Regions from separate parts of the Mus musculus genome. Here all the other regions are linked to region 2. A link is a contact called in public Hi-C and promoter capture Hi-C data. All regions are on one chromosome and are shown on one strand. The core of a region is the stretch at or near the end of the contact, and the rest is flanking DNA. Distances in the headings are between cores, read along the strand shown. Region 1 holds the start of Ccdc105 (coiled-coil domain containing 105). Region 2 holds the start of Syde1 (synapse defective 1, Rho GTPase, homolog 1 (C. elegans)). Region 3 holds the start of Slc1a6 (solute carrier family 1 (high affinity aspartate/glutamate transporter), member 6).

Evidence for each region. Promoter capture Hi-C pulls out the DNA fragments that hold promoters and counts their contacts. Hi-C and Micro-C count contacts between places; a contact is called where the count stands out from the background.
Region 1: a Hi-C map of Sertoli cells shows a contact between it and region 2, with 2.0 times the contacts expected there. The contact joins the promoter of Ccdc105 here to the promoter of Syde1 in region 2. A contact is called at or near these places in 4 of 39 promoter capture datasets (cranial neural crest, embryonic stem cells, liver and 1 more), 7 of 484 Hi-C or Micro-C datasets (Sertoli cells, embryonic fibroblasts, embryonic stem cells and 2 more), 5 of 115 datasets of contacts at active chromatin or transcription factors (the NIH/3T3 cell line, embryonic forebrain and embryonic stem cells) and 1 of 9 other capture datasets (embryonic stem cells).
Region 3: a promoter capture Hi-C map of embryonic stem cells shows a contact between it and region 2, with 2.3 times the contacts expected there. The contact joins the promoter of Slc1a6 here to the promoter of Syde1 in region 2. A contact is called at or near these places in 5 of 39 promoter capture datasets (the 3T3-L1 cell line, cranial neural crest, embryonic stem cells and 2 more) and 1 of 484 Hi-C or Micro-C datasets (uterus).

The regions. Positions count from the first base shown.
Region 1 is chr10:78,750,794-78,754,498 of GRCm38.p6, forward strand. It overlaps Ccdc105 (coiled-coil domain containing 105), which reads right to left and starts at 2,274. Exons shown (of 7, transcript NM_027630.1): 1 at 1,612-2,274. The coding sequence starts at 2,181. All of the region lies in intron 1 of Gm30400 (predicted gene, 30400), which reads left to right.
Region 2 is chr10:78,589,434-78,593,610 of GRCm38.p6, forward strand. It overlaps Syde1 (synapse defective 1, Rho GTPase, homolog 1 (C. elegans)), which reads right to left and starts at 2,531. Exons shown (of 8, transcript NM_027875.1): 1 at 2,369-2,531; 2 at 469-810; 3 at 1-312. The coding sequence starts at 2,456. Gm30346 (a long non-coding RNA gene) reads left to right here and starts at 2,608. Exons shown (of 3, transcript XR_380602.2): 1 at 2,608-3,047.
Region 3 is chr10:78,779,122-78,782,956 of GRCm38.p6, forward strand. It overlaps Slc1a6 (solute carrier family 1 (high affinity aspartate/glutamate transporter), member 6), which reads left to right and starts at 1,375. Exons shown (of 10, transcript NM_009200.3): 1 at 1,375-1,560. It also overlaps a transcript of Ccdc105 not described here.

The DNA of each region.
Region 1 (3,705 bases), core at 1,024-3,523, 160 kb after region 2:
GGGGGAGGCATGGGTGGGATGGGGGATGGGGTGAATGTGTGGGAGAGTGGAAGTGTCTCTCTGAGAAGAATTGATCTTTCCAGGAGGTGTGCCTATGACTGGCTGAGGGAGCTGTTTGCTGATATTTTAAAGTTTGCTGTTTGGGCAAGGCAGCTTGCCCAGTGAACTCCGGGGATATCACCTGTCTCCAGTCCTTAGTGATGGGGCTAAAGGCGCTCTCAGTACAAAGGCATAGTTTCTGGCATTTTTGTGGATTCAGAGGCTTCAAATTAAAGTCCTCACGTTCACACAGCAAGGGTTCTTACTCACTGAGCCCTCTCTCCAGCTCAGGGATGGCTTTTATCTTTTGTTTTGTGTGGATTCTTTTGGTTTGAGACCTGGGAAATCATCAAGTGCCCTTGGCACTCAAGACCTTAACCAGGTCTGAGGGTGTTTCTCCCTTAAAATTGGGGCATCAGCAGGGCAGTGGTGGCACACACCTTTAATCCCAGCACTTGGGAGGCAGATGCAGGCGGATTTCTGAGTTCAAGGCCAGCCTAGTCTACAGAGTGAGTTCTAGGACAGCCAGGGCTACACAGAGAAACCCTGTCTCGAAAAACAAAAAACAAAAAACAAAGAAACAAAAAAAGAAAAAGAGAAGAAGAAAAAGAAAAAGAAAAGGAAAAAGAAAAAGAAAAAGAAAGAGAAAAAGAAAAAGAAAGAATTTGGGGCATTATGGCCTCTTGGCCAAAGCAGAATCTGTGGGTCTGGTGAACTTTTTGGAGCAGGAGTAGATGTGATGTGATATTCGAACTTGGAGATTCGAATTTCCCTCTTTGGGAAGATTTTTATACAGTGTGACTTGGGGCTGCGGTGGGGATGGGGGAGGTGGGCGGGAGGTGGGGCGAGGAGAGGGGTCTACCCTCATAGCTTAGATTTGAAACAGTTTTTCTATTGGGGAAAGGCACCTGGGCTGTTCTTTTGGAAGTTCCCTGACAGGAACGAAGATATTCTAAAGAGACACGTAAGTCCTTCAATCTAACTATTAACAGACCCCCAAGAAACTGGAATTCACCCCAGATATCTCCTCCTGGGGAAAGGAAAAGGCCTGGTACCAGGTGGAGGAGAAACTCTCATCCCAGAAGGGATTTCACATTGTACTGACAGCTAACCAGACCCTTGGTCGAAAGAGACTGAGCCTAGACAAAAGGTCAGCGATGGGCAGGGCCACGCCTTAACTCGAACGGCTTAGATGTGGGTAGTGTGGCTCCCTCTTTAAACTTTAATCTCTCAGAACAACGAAAATGGACAGCAGAGGGTTACTGGAGGGATATTTTTGCCCTTCTTCGAGAAGTGCTCTCATTGGTTAAATACCCTATCTGCTTTTTACTATTAATTTTTCTGTTCTACTTGGTGTATAGAGGACGGGTGGCCGAACCTGGTTTCTTGGAGGCACAGATTGTGACCTCAATTTCAGTAACAATTTTTGGGAAACTCAGGCTTTGGAACTTGGAGGTGTAGCCACCCTATTTTGCGGGTGTCCTCGCTGGAGATGGAGAATAGGGTGTGTTGTCTGTCTGAAGAAGGAAGCATCAACCTCTGTCTCTGGTGTGGTGGCGGGGAGGGTCGCACCTTCTCACACTTAGGTCGGTAGCCCCGCAACTTGACGCTCTGCTGATTGATGAGCAGGCCCTTGCGCACCTCGCTGAGCCTGCGGTCAGTGGCCTCGCGCTGGCGCAGCAGCAGCCGCAGCTGCCCATTGATCTGGTGCTGTGCGCGGCCCAGGCGGGCGGCGGTGAGGCGCGCCCCGCGTGCGTGCGCGTGCACCACCTCGGCGGTTTGCTGGGCACGCGCGTCGCGGTGCATAGGCAGCGGTAGGCGCGCGTACCAGGCCGGGGGCTTCATCTTCCCTTTCCATAGGGTGACGCCTTCTCCGGGCGGTGGCTTTTCCAGGGTGCCGCCCCCTTTGAGCATCTCTACCCGAAAGCGCCAGGGTTCCATGTAGGCGGCGCGGCCCAGGTGGTGTGCCACGTTCGGGTCCAGTACACTGTCCTTGGGCTGCCACATGGTCACCGCCTCCTGCCCACAGCGATCGGTCAGAAGGTGTGCCTTGCGAGACGTGGCCTTGGCCGCCTGGCGCCATTCTGGAGCCCCAACGCGCGAGTCCTGGCCCGGGTCGGTGGAAGGGAGCAACACAGGCATGGTTCCTTATTTAGTGCCCGCGATCTCCTCGGAGAATGGACAGGGGTCCACCCAGCCCTAACCACACACCACTCTTTACTGGTGGCTAGAATGCGTGCTCCCAGAGCTCCCCTCACCGTGGCAACCAGGACAACCATGGAGATTGCGTTCCAGGGGCGGGGGATGGGAAAGGCAAAATGGAGAACTAGGCCTGGAAATTCAGACTGTATTCCTTGAGGGAGCCGCTTTTATGGAGTTCCTCTCTCATTGTTTCTCTTGATTTTGGAAATGTGTCAACCAACCTATATCTACTAGTAGATAACACAGCCTTGCATTTGGAAAATCCTAAGGAATTCACAAACTAGTACTAATATTAGTAGTTTTGAAGTATACATGAATACCATATACATATATTTGTGTGTGTACACCACCACAGGGTGTATGTACTGGTGAGAGGCATTGTGCAGTAATTCGTTCATCATGAGGGGTCCCGGAATCATACTGAGCCATCTTGTTGGCTCCCAATTATGTTTTTATACTCCTGAAATGAACAATCAACAAAACAAAACAAAACCCAAAAAACAAACAACAACAAAACCAGAAAAAACCCCAACAAACAACAGCAACCTGAATTAATACAATTCCTGGGCAGGAGAGATGGCTCAGTAAGGTTAAGAGCACATATAGCTCTTCTGAGAACTTGAGTTCAATTCCTATCACCCACATCAGATGGTTTACAACTGACTGACACCTAGGGGAATCTGACACCTCGGACCTCTGTGGGCACTGCATTCATGTGGACAGATCACCCCCCCCCCCATACACAGAATTAAATAATAAAAATATATAAATGAAAAAAAGACTACAATTTCTGAAGCTGGGAAGATGGCTCAGCTGGTAAAGTGCTTGCCTTACAATACAACATCTGAATTTGATTTCCAGAACCTACATGAAAACATGCCAGGCTGACCCGGTGGTGAGATTGTAATCTCAGCACTGGGTATGCTAAAATGAGGATTTCTGGGGCTGGCTGGCCACTAGTTGACCTGGCCACCTCCTGGGGAGTGAGAGATCCTGTCTCAAAAATGGTGGAAGAGCTAGCTAAAGACAGACACCTGAGGTTTTATGCACCTTAAACAAACAAACCAAAACAATGCAATTCCACTTAAAATAGAGTAAAAAAGATTAAAATATGTAATACTCTCCAGCTCTTAGGACAGTCTAAGTTCTTTCTTACCTCAAAATTGAGAACTCTTTTCTTCTCATAGAATTTTCCTTTGCTGACTTCGTGGTTTACTTCATTTCGATCTTCAGAACCCAGCTTATATATCTTAAAGGAGTCTTTCTCTACTATGACCACAGTGAGCTTTACTCTCCTATTGCACAGGGTTTTTAGTGCAAGCTACCAAAACTAAAAAGATGGTCTCTTAGATGACAGTTACAAAATAAAAAAAGAAAAAGGCCCAAGCCAATGCTTTAAACAACAAAAATCAACAACCGGAGACTCAAAGAAAAACAACCAAAGCCTTGAGTCTTTTTCAGAAT
Region 2 (4,177 bases), core at 1,281-3,780:
AGGCAGTGGGTGATGGTGGTCCTCCAGGACGCTCAGGCGAATCACCATCGCTGAGGTACCCACCCCTTGGGCTCCTAGACCCTCCAGCCACTGATGCCTGCCCAGGAGTCCCCACACTGCTGTCCAGGTGATAGCGGCTGATGACAGAGCCTGCTGGGGCGGTCCTCTCTCTATCCCGGCCTGTGCGAGTACTTCTTAGGCTTAGGCGGCGCCGGAGCTCTGGCAGCTTTTTCATCTTCATTGAGAGGCGCCTGGCAGGGCCTGGGGACTTGGTACGGGAGGTTTTGGTAGGGGGGCTGGTAGGGGCTGCACCTGTAGGGAGAGCAAACTTCAGAGTCCAGGGCCTGGGATTGGAGTATGAATCTTATGGTCCTTGCGGGGCTGAGGATAATAAGGCTTAGGAACACCTGGAGTATAGGGTTTGAGGCTTGTGCATGCTTGTAGGTGAATATAACACTTTGTGCTTACCTTGGATGTTGGGGCCTTCTGGCTCAGAGGAAGCTAGCTGTGATCCCAAGGGCTCAGGTGCGGGTGGTCTGGGGTCTTCTTCAGGGATGGGGTTGTACCAAATCTCACCAGCAGGCTCCCCACTGCTAGGTGTCCTAGGCCCCAAAGAGATCTCCTCTGGTGGTTTAGCCCCTCCTAGCACCCATCGGCGGCTACTGGGCTCCAGGCTTTGCAGGTAGGCCCCCCGAGTGGGGCTTCGAGGTGTCTCGGGGCTGGGTGGTACCTCTGCTCCAGCCTGAGACCCTTCAAGGACACGAGGTTCTGGTTCTGGGGGTTTGGGCTCTGAGCGCTGGGCTGGGTGGCCTGGTGGAGAATGAAGATGGTAAGACCCAACTCTCAAGTTCCCAGAGGTCCAGGGAGGCAGTCTAGCTAATTGGCTTCAGCCCTCACTTCACATAACCAATCGACAGCAAGGAAGCTCTTTGCTAGCCTGGAGCCACTGCCTCCTTTGGAACCAGCTGTTTTGTTTGGTCCTAGCAGCTAGCTAATACTTTTGCAGTCCTAGCTTCAAGGTCCCCTGCCCTAGCCCCTAGTAATGCAAAAGGGACTGTGAATCAGCCTCAAGAGTCCAGGTCAAATGTCCTTGGAACCTCAGGACATTTCGGCTCTGTCACCCCTCTCCCAGACATTCCATTAATCCTAGAATCTTACGCCTGCCCCTTCTCATTGAGTGGCCTTGAGCAAGGCATTTTTCCTGATGCTCCATGTCTTGTTTATGAGGAGATTCAGTATTATCATATTCTCTTCTCGACCCCCTTCCAGCTTGGAGCTCAGTGTGAGAAGCAACTTTAGACAATAGGATCTGTAGCCCTGCTCAAGGCCCTAGTAGCTGCTGCTGGGAAGGCAGGGCAGGGAACGCTGGTTTCTTTTTCATTCAGCACCCTTTTCCCATTTCCCAAATCCTGCCCACAAGTTCTCTTGGATCTTGCCCCTCAGCCCAAGCCAGATTTCTACAGTCAGTGCCCCGTTACCCCGCCCCCCTTATCTTGGCTCTACTTTCTCTGACATCATGGTCGATTTCCTGTGTGTGTTTATGTGTGGGCACCCGGATCCCTTCTCTGGCCCTGGGACCCTTGGGATGCCCTGGGAACGGCCCGGGAGGAAGAGTCAGGTCCTTGGTATAGTGGCCTCCCTCCTTTAACTGCTTCCTTCCGAAGCCCCCTACCCATACAGCTTTCGTTCCTTTCCATTTCATTCTTGCTGTCTGTGGACCCCCAGATTTAAGGATCTTCTATTTCCACCCTTTGGCCCTCTGTTTCAGGTCTCTGTCATCAGTAGCATAGTCCAGAGGATTGTTTAAAGTCAGTTCACAGGCCCGGGACAAATCACCCAACAACCACGTGCCTCAGTTTCTCTGTCTTAATAAACAGGACGGTTTCTTGGGGCTGGCCACAGTAGGTGCGGCTGCAGCCTCTGGAGCGATGGTGGCATGGAATTGGGGAAAAGACTGCAATAATAAATATAACCCCGCACGACCTCTCTTTAGTACAGGAGTGTGTACCCAGGAGAGGTGCCCACCACCCAGCCATGTCGATGCCACACAGCTGTCCTCACCTCCCGCCCCTGCCCCGCCACTCTCTGGGCGCCCCTTCGAGGCCCCATTTCCTGTCAGGGGTGAGGCCCCCCTGCGGGGCCTTGCAAGGATCCCTGGGGCTGGCATCTCAGGCCAGCTGCACATAACGGTCCGTGCCCCCCGCCCCAGCCCCCCAGCCTTACAAAGATCCGGTGCATATTCCTCTCTTGCATCAGGGCTCGCTCCCGGCTTACCCACTAGGTCCCGCTGCGTACCCTACCGGGGACCTGGGGATCTGAGGCTGAGTGGGGCTCCCTTCTCTTACTTTCCGAGAGTCCCCGCACTCACCGCGGTCCTTGGCTTCTGACTTTTTTCGAGGAAGTTTCTCACGACCCCGCAGGCGGGAGAAGGTCTTCCTGAGCAGCGGCTCGGCCATGCTTGGGCCGCGGCCGGCCGAGTGCGCGCCCCGGGGCTGCGGCCGCCCGCCCCGCCCGCCTACCCCCCCCCCCCCACCGGCCCGCTCCAGCAGGAAGCGCATTCCGGGAATGCTTGGCCTTAACTTTTTTTTTTTTTTTTTCTTTTCCTTTCCCGCGGCCCGAGCAGGCGATGCTGGGAGATGTAGTCGCCTGGGGCCGGGAGGGGACATGATGGGGTGCTGGGCTGATCTAACTCTTCAACTATGAATGTCATGGCATAGGCTGGGCCCCCCATAACCATCCTCCTTGTGTGATGGCATGCAGCACATTCTGTCGGCTCCCCCAAACCGCATCCAAGGCACACATCAGCTCATGTCTTTCCTCCTGTCCGTCCATCCATCCCCACATCACCCAGTACCTCGACCACGATCTTTCCTTGGGAACCCCAAATGCCCCCAACTCAAGTTACTATTGCTGCTTATTGACCCTCAAGCTTAGTGGTTTCAGACAGCCGGGATGCTCACTGTCAGGAACATGGACGCGATATAGACGATGCAGTCTGCTGATCTCTACTCAGTCGAGAACACAGCAAGGATAGGTGTATCTCGAAAGTAAGTGGTGAAATCGGAGGTTGTATTATTATTTTTTATTTAGTACTGAAATACCGGAGGCTGGACAACTTTCTAAAGTAGACTGAGTTCATGTTGATGTCCTAGCAGCACTCCTTAAGACAGGAAGAGAAAAAAAAATCTTAGGTTTGGGCTGATTCTTACAACTTAAGTTTACTTTTTATTATGAATATGTGTGTGCTTCTGTGTGTATGGCACATGGATCGGGGTGTGTGTGTGGGTGCCCAGAAACGGCTGGGAAACAAGCACTTTTAACTGCTAATTTGGTCTCACAGAACCGTCTTCTGAAGGCCAACTCCCGCCGATAGGCTCCTTTCACCATGACTAGCCTATTAACAGGGCCACATAGAGGACTAAACTTTCAACACATGAACTGTGGCACAACTAAAGTTCAGGTCTCTTAACTGGTGCCAGACACAGGCTGGACCTCCACTGGGATAGTGGACTAAGCACCTATGTGGACACCTCTGTGTCCTTGGCTTCCTCCCAGTTCAGTAGTTTTGTGGTAATTGGTGGGTATGCAGGCGTCTAAAAGTTAAGAGTGCAGATGAGTAGAAGGAAGACCTGCCCAGCTTTGCTTATCCAGGCACATGTGGGAGGAGAAACTGTGGTGCTGCAATAGTTTGAAAAGATCTAGTACATTCTAAGAGACTGGAACTTTTGCTAGACCTTACAGCCAGAGATAATACCACACCTGGAAGTCACCCACGACTGCTAGCCTCCTATGTACTCATTGAGTAAGAGAACAATGTAGCAATCAACTCTACTTGTTTTGGATTTCCCATGCAATCAACTTCTTACAACCTATAATGTAATGCATACCTGGACTCTTAGATTAGGTACTCTTCCCGGCCCCTCACTCAGATAATGCACACGAAAGCAACACTTGCAGAAGCAGAAGCAACTTTCTACCAAAAAAACGTCGAAAGTATCCATTTACAGAAATTAGTTGATAAACAGTGATGCTTGTTATCTGTGTCAATTAGAGACAGATGGAGCTAGCAATTTAATCCCTTGTAAAACTCTGTTAAAGACTTCTGTAAAGTATCCCATTATGTGCTGTTCAATCCATATAGAGTAAAACACTTCCCCCCCCCTCTCTCTCCCCCCCC
Region 3 (3,835 bases), core at 125-2,624, 190 kb after region 2:
TTTTTTTTTTTTTTGTTCAGGGGCTGGTGAACTTTTGGGATGATCCCACAACGTACCTGTAGCCACACTGGTCCACTGATTTGTGGATCTCTGGATTGAGAGCCACACTGACTTGGGGGGAGGGTGTGGGGTAGAATCCCAGTGCAGTTTTGATTTGGCATCAGAATTTAAAACTGTTCTCCTTGTGTTTAAAAGGTCCAGGTAAGACTGAGAACTACCTTGTTTAGCAAGTGTTCAAGGATTAGGGCCAGGGCTCTGAGTACAACGACTGGACAGCTCTGAAGGCTGTGCTATTTTATGAGAACCTGTCACTTTGTCTGCAAACTGGGGTGGTAACGTGTGTTTAGTATGGCTATGTAAATGAAATAGAACTCAAGGAATCTTCCAGATGCATGATGTTGCCATCAATAATAGCACAGTAATAACAACAACGAACATCGATTGACTACACTACAGTACATGTTTGTATTGTGAGCTTGCCACGGCACATCCGTGGAGATCTGGTGTTGGTTCTCTCCTTGTTGGTTCTCTCCTTCACCATTACGTAAGTTCTAGGAATGAAACTCAGGTTGCCAGCCTTGCCCTGCAAGCAGTAGTAAGCCATCTAACCAGTGTCTTCCGGGTTGATTTTTATTATCCCGCTGGGGTTGGTGTCAAACTCTGTAAAGAGGCTCAGTTCTCAGAAGAACTAATGTGCTGGAAGCTACCAAGTCAGTGTCAACCTGGAGGAAGATGCCAGCTCCACAGTGTCGCAGATACGCTGCAGATTGCAAGGGATACCATTAATTACAACAGTAACAGCAATTATGAAAGGTTTCGATTTGCACAGCGCTTCATGCTGCAGAGAGCGTTTTCACGTTCGCTTTACTTTCCTCAGCTGTAATTTTCTCTCAGGTCGGCCAAGTCACCTCCCTTGTTTCAGCGAGGAGGCCAGGCTCAGAGAGGGAGAGGGACTGGCCGAGAGGGACACAGCAGTAAAGTGGCCAAAGCCAGAAAGGTGCACCTGAGGGAGAAGCTGGGCAGCGAGCCCACGTGGTGGCTGTGGTCACCCGATGCGGGCTGTCTTCCCTCCCCCTGCCTCAGACCCACGCTGAGGATGTGGGCGCTCTCCCAGCGGTAACAGGGCTGGGTACCCCAACATCCCAGGAGGCCTGCTGGCCTCGGAGGACTCGGGAGGGGCAGGGGGCGGGCTCGGAGGCGCGGCTCGGCGCGGGGGCGGAGGCTGTGCGGGAGAGGCCGGTCACCCCGCCCGCCCCGCGTCCCGGAGCTCCTGAGCAGCTGCGGCAGGGGGACATCCCCGAGGGGGTCCCGCCCCCCGCCCCGGCCCCGCGCCCCCCGCACCCACGTGAGCTCAAGGCCAGCCTGCATTCCTCCGATTGCATAGCGCATCCCTGTTCCGCGTCGCTCTCTCTGTCTTCGGGTCCCCAACGCAGACACAGCGCGGGTCCCTGGAGGGTCCCTGCGGACCCGGCCAGGTCCTTCAGCGGGTTCTGGCTTCTGCATCCCGGCGCAGCGCGCAGGCCAAGGCGCGGGCAAGGCGGCCCCGCTGACCCGAGGCTGGTGAGTGGGACATTTATCCTGAGTAGGGTTGGCTCTGGGTCCGAGTCATTCCCTGTGCACAGGTCTCCACTTTCTCATTACCTTTCCTCAGTGCTTTCCAGTCCCGTTATAGGTGCTGAGCCTGCCTCTGCCCTGCCACTCTGGTGAGTTTCCTTACTTTAGATCCCTGGGTCTCCTTCCCATCTCCAGAACTCCCCATTCAGCAACCTCAACTCCCAGGCAGTCCTATTTCCAATACTGAATATGATGTCTCTCCTATTTCTTTGGCTGGACTCCATTTTCCCTACCAGGGGTTCATAATCCAACTCCAGACATGCCTGCTGTGGTTAAGACCGACCATCATTCCAAGGGAGCTGGGTATGGAGGTGCGATTGTGGTTGTACTGTGTTATTTATTTTTGGGTGAGCATGTGCTTGTGTGCCTAAGACTTTGGTGAACATCATTGTCCACGGAGTTTCATTTGCATGGGGTACTTGTGCAGGAGGCTCAAAGTGTGTGGCTTTGAGTTTCATGGTGTGCATGGTGGTGGCGCGCGCGTGCTGGCGCGCATGTGTGTGTTTCTCTGTGTAGACTTTGTATGTCTAATGCTGAATGTATGGGGTTGGTTGTATTTCTGACGGTGTGAGAGAGGTTATCTGTCTTCTGGTGTGCATGACTGTAGCAAAGGTTTGTTTGTGGGGAGGAAATATGTGTTTGGCATGGCGCGTATGGATTCACAGTTCTGGAGGGTGTGTGGCTGTATGTCTGAAGAGTCTGCGTGGGACTGCATGTCCATAAAGGAGTACATAGGTGTCAGTTGCACACAGGATGTGACGCTGTCTGTATTCAAGTGAGTGTGTGATGAATGATGTCTATCTTGCCTCTTTCCCGTCTGTCACTTACTCCTCCAGGTAGCATAGCATCAATATATGATGTTATTTAAACAAAGAATCTTCCTTTAGCCCGCCATCGTTTGTGCAAGAAAAGGCCCTGGAGATGGCTTAGTTATAGGCCTGAGAATGGAGGGAGGAGAGAAAAAACAGGCCATTTAAGCTTACAGCTTTAGGGCTGGAGAGATGGCTCGGTGGTAAAGAGGACTTCCCTGGTTTGGTTGCCTGTTTCATGGGCTCTAATACCCTCTTCTAGCACTCACACACATAAGATAAAAATGAACCTATTTACCCCCCCCCCCCCCCACACACACACACACCTGCACTGTTTCAGGCTGCATCAACAAAGAAAAAGAAAACATGAAAAATACAAACAAAAAGATCGTTTCTTGTGTATTCCTTTCCTAAAGGTTGAAGCTAACCTCCAAGGCCATATCACACTGCATTCTGGTTAAGAAATACCAACAACACTCCTCTCTCTCTCTCTCTCTCTCTCTCTCTCTCTCTCTCTCTCGTTCTTGCTCTCTCTCTTTCCCTCCCTCACTCCTTCCCTTCCTCCTTTCCTCTTTCACTTCCTCCTCACCCTCTCTATCAGAAGAAAAGAGCTCCCTGTGTAGCCCAGGCTGGCCTGAGACTTGCCACTTAGTTGCTGTTTCTCAAGTGCTGAGACTACCACCACGCCTGGCTCACACAGATCTGCTTTTGGATGAACCTTCCATCTCAGGATGATGTGTATTTTATGGAGTTGGTGTTATTTCACATCTATAGCCAATGTATGGTCAGTGTAGCAATGTACATTTCTTCTCCTGAGGGGTTTGTTAGAACACACTGTGCCCCTTTTTAATCTTTTGGGGTCTTTTTCCCTATTGCTTTCTGGCAATGATGCTGGTGGCCCTTAGCTTTGGGTATCAGCTGTATAGTGAGACAAGCCCTTCACTTTCAAAGACCTCTTTGTCTTGAAAGTTCAACACTTGTTTGAGCTTTAGGGGTCACAAAGGCCTTCCTGTCCACCTACCTCACATCTCCAAGGGGAGGATGGCATAGCTCATTACATTTGAGGATTTAGAGGACTCATTCTTGATCTCTTTATCTTGCAGAGGTTGGAGATCCCGGAAAAGGTCATTTCCAGAATAGGGAGCTTAGGAGACAGGGCAAAGAGAGGGCCTAGAGCCAGGAGAACCAGACCAATTTCACTCTCTTGATGAAAAATGCCTGAGAGCTCCAGGGGTTCAGGAACTCTAGAAAGGCCCAAGTGGAGGATACTTTGAAATCAAGTATTTGAAAAATGTTCTTTAAAAACATTTATTACATTTTTAGAAGCATACAAAAGATTAGTTTTCCTTATAGCATTTTTCTCAAATGATTAATGTTAATTTTTCTAAGCTAGGCTCAGAAATTCAAATGCT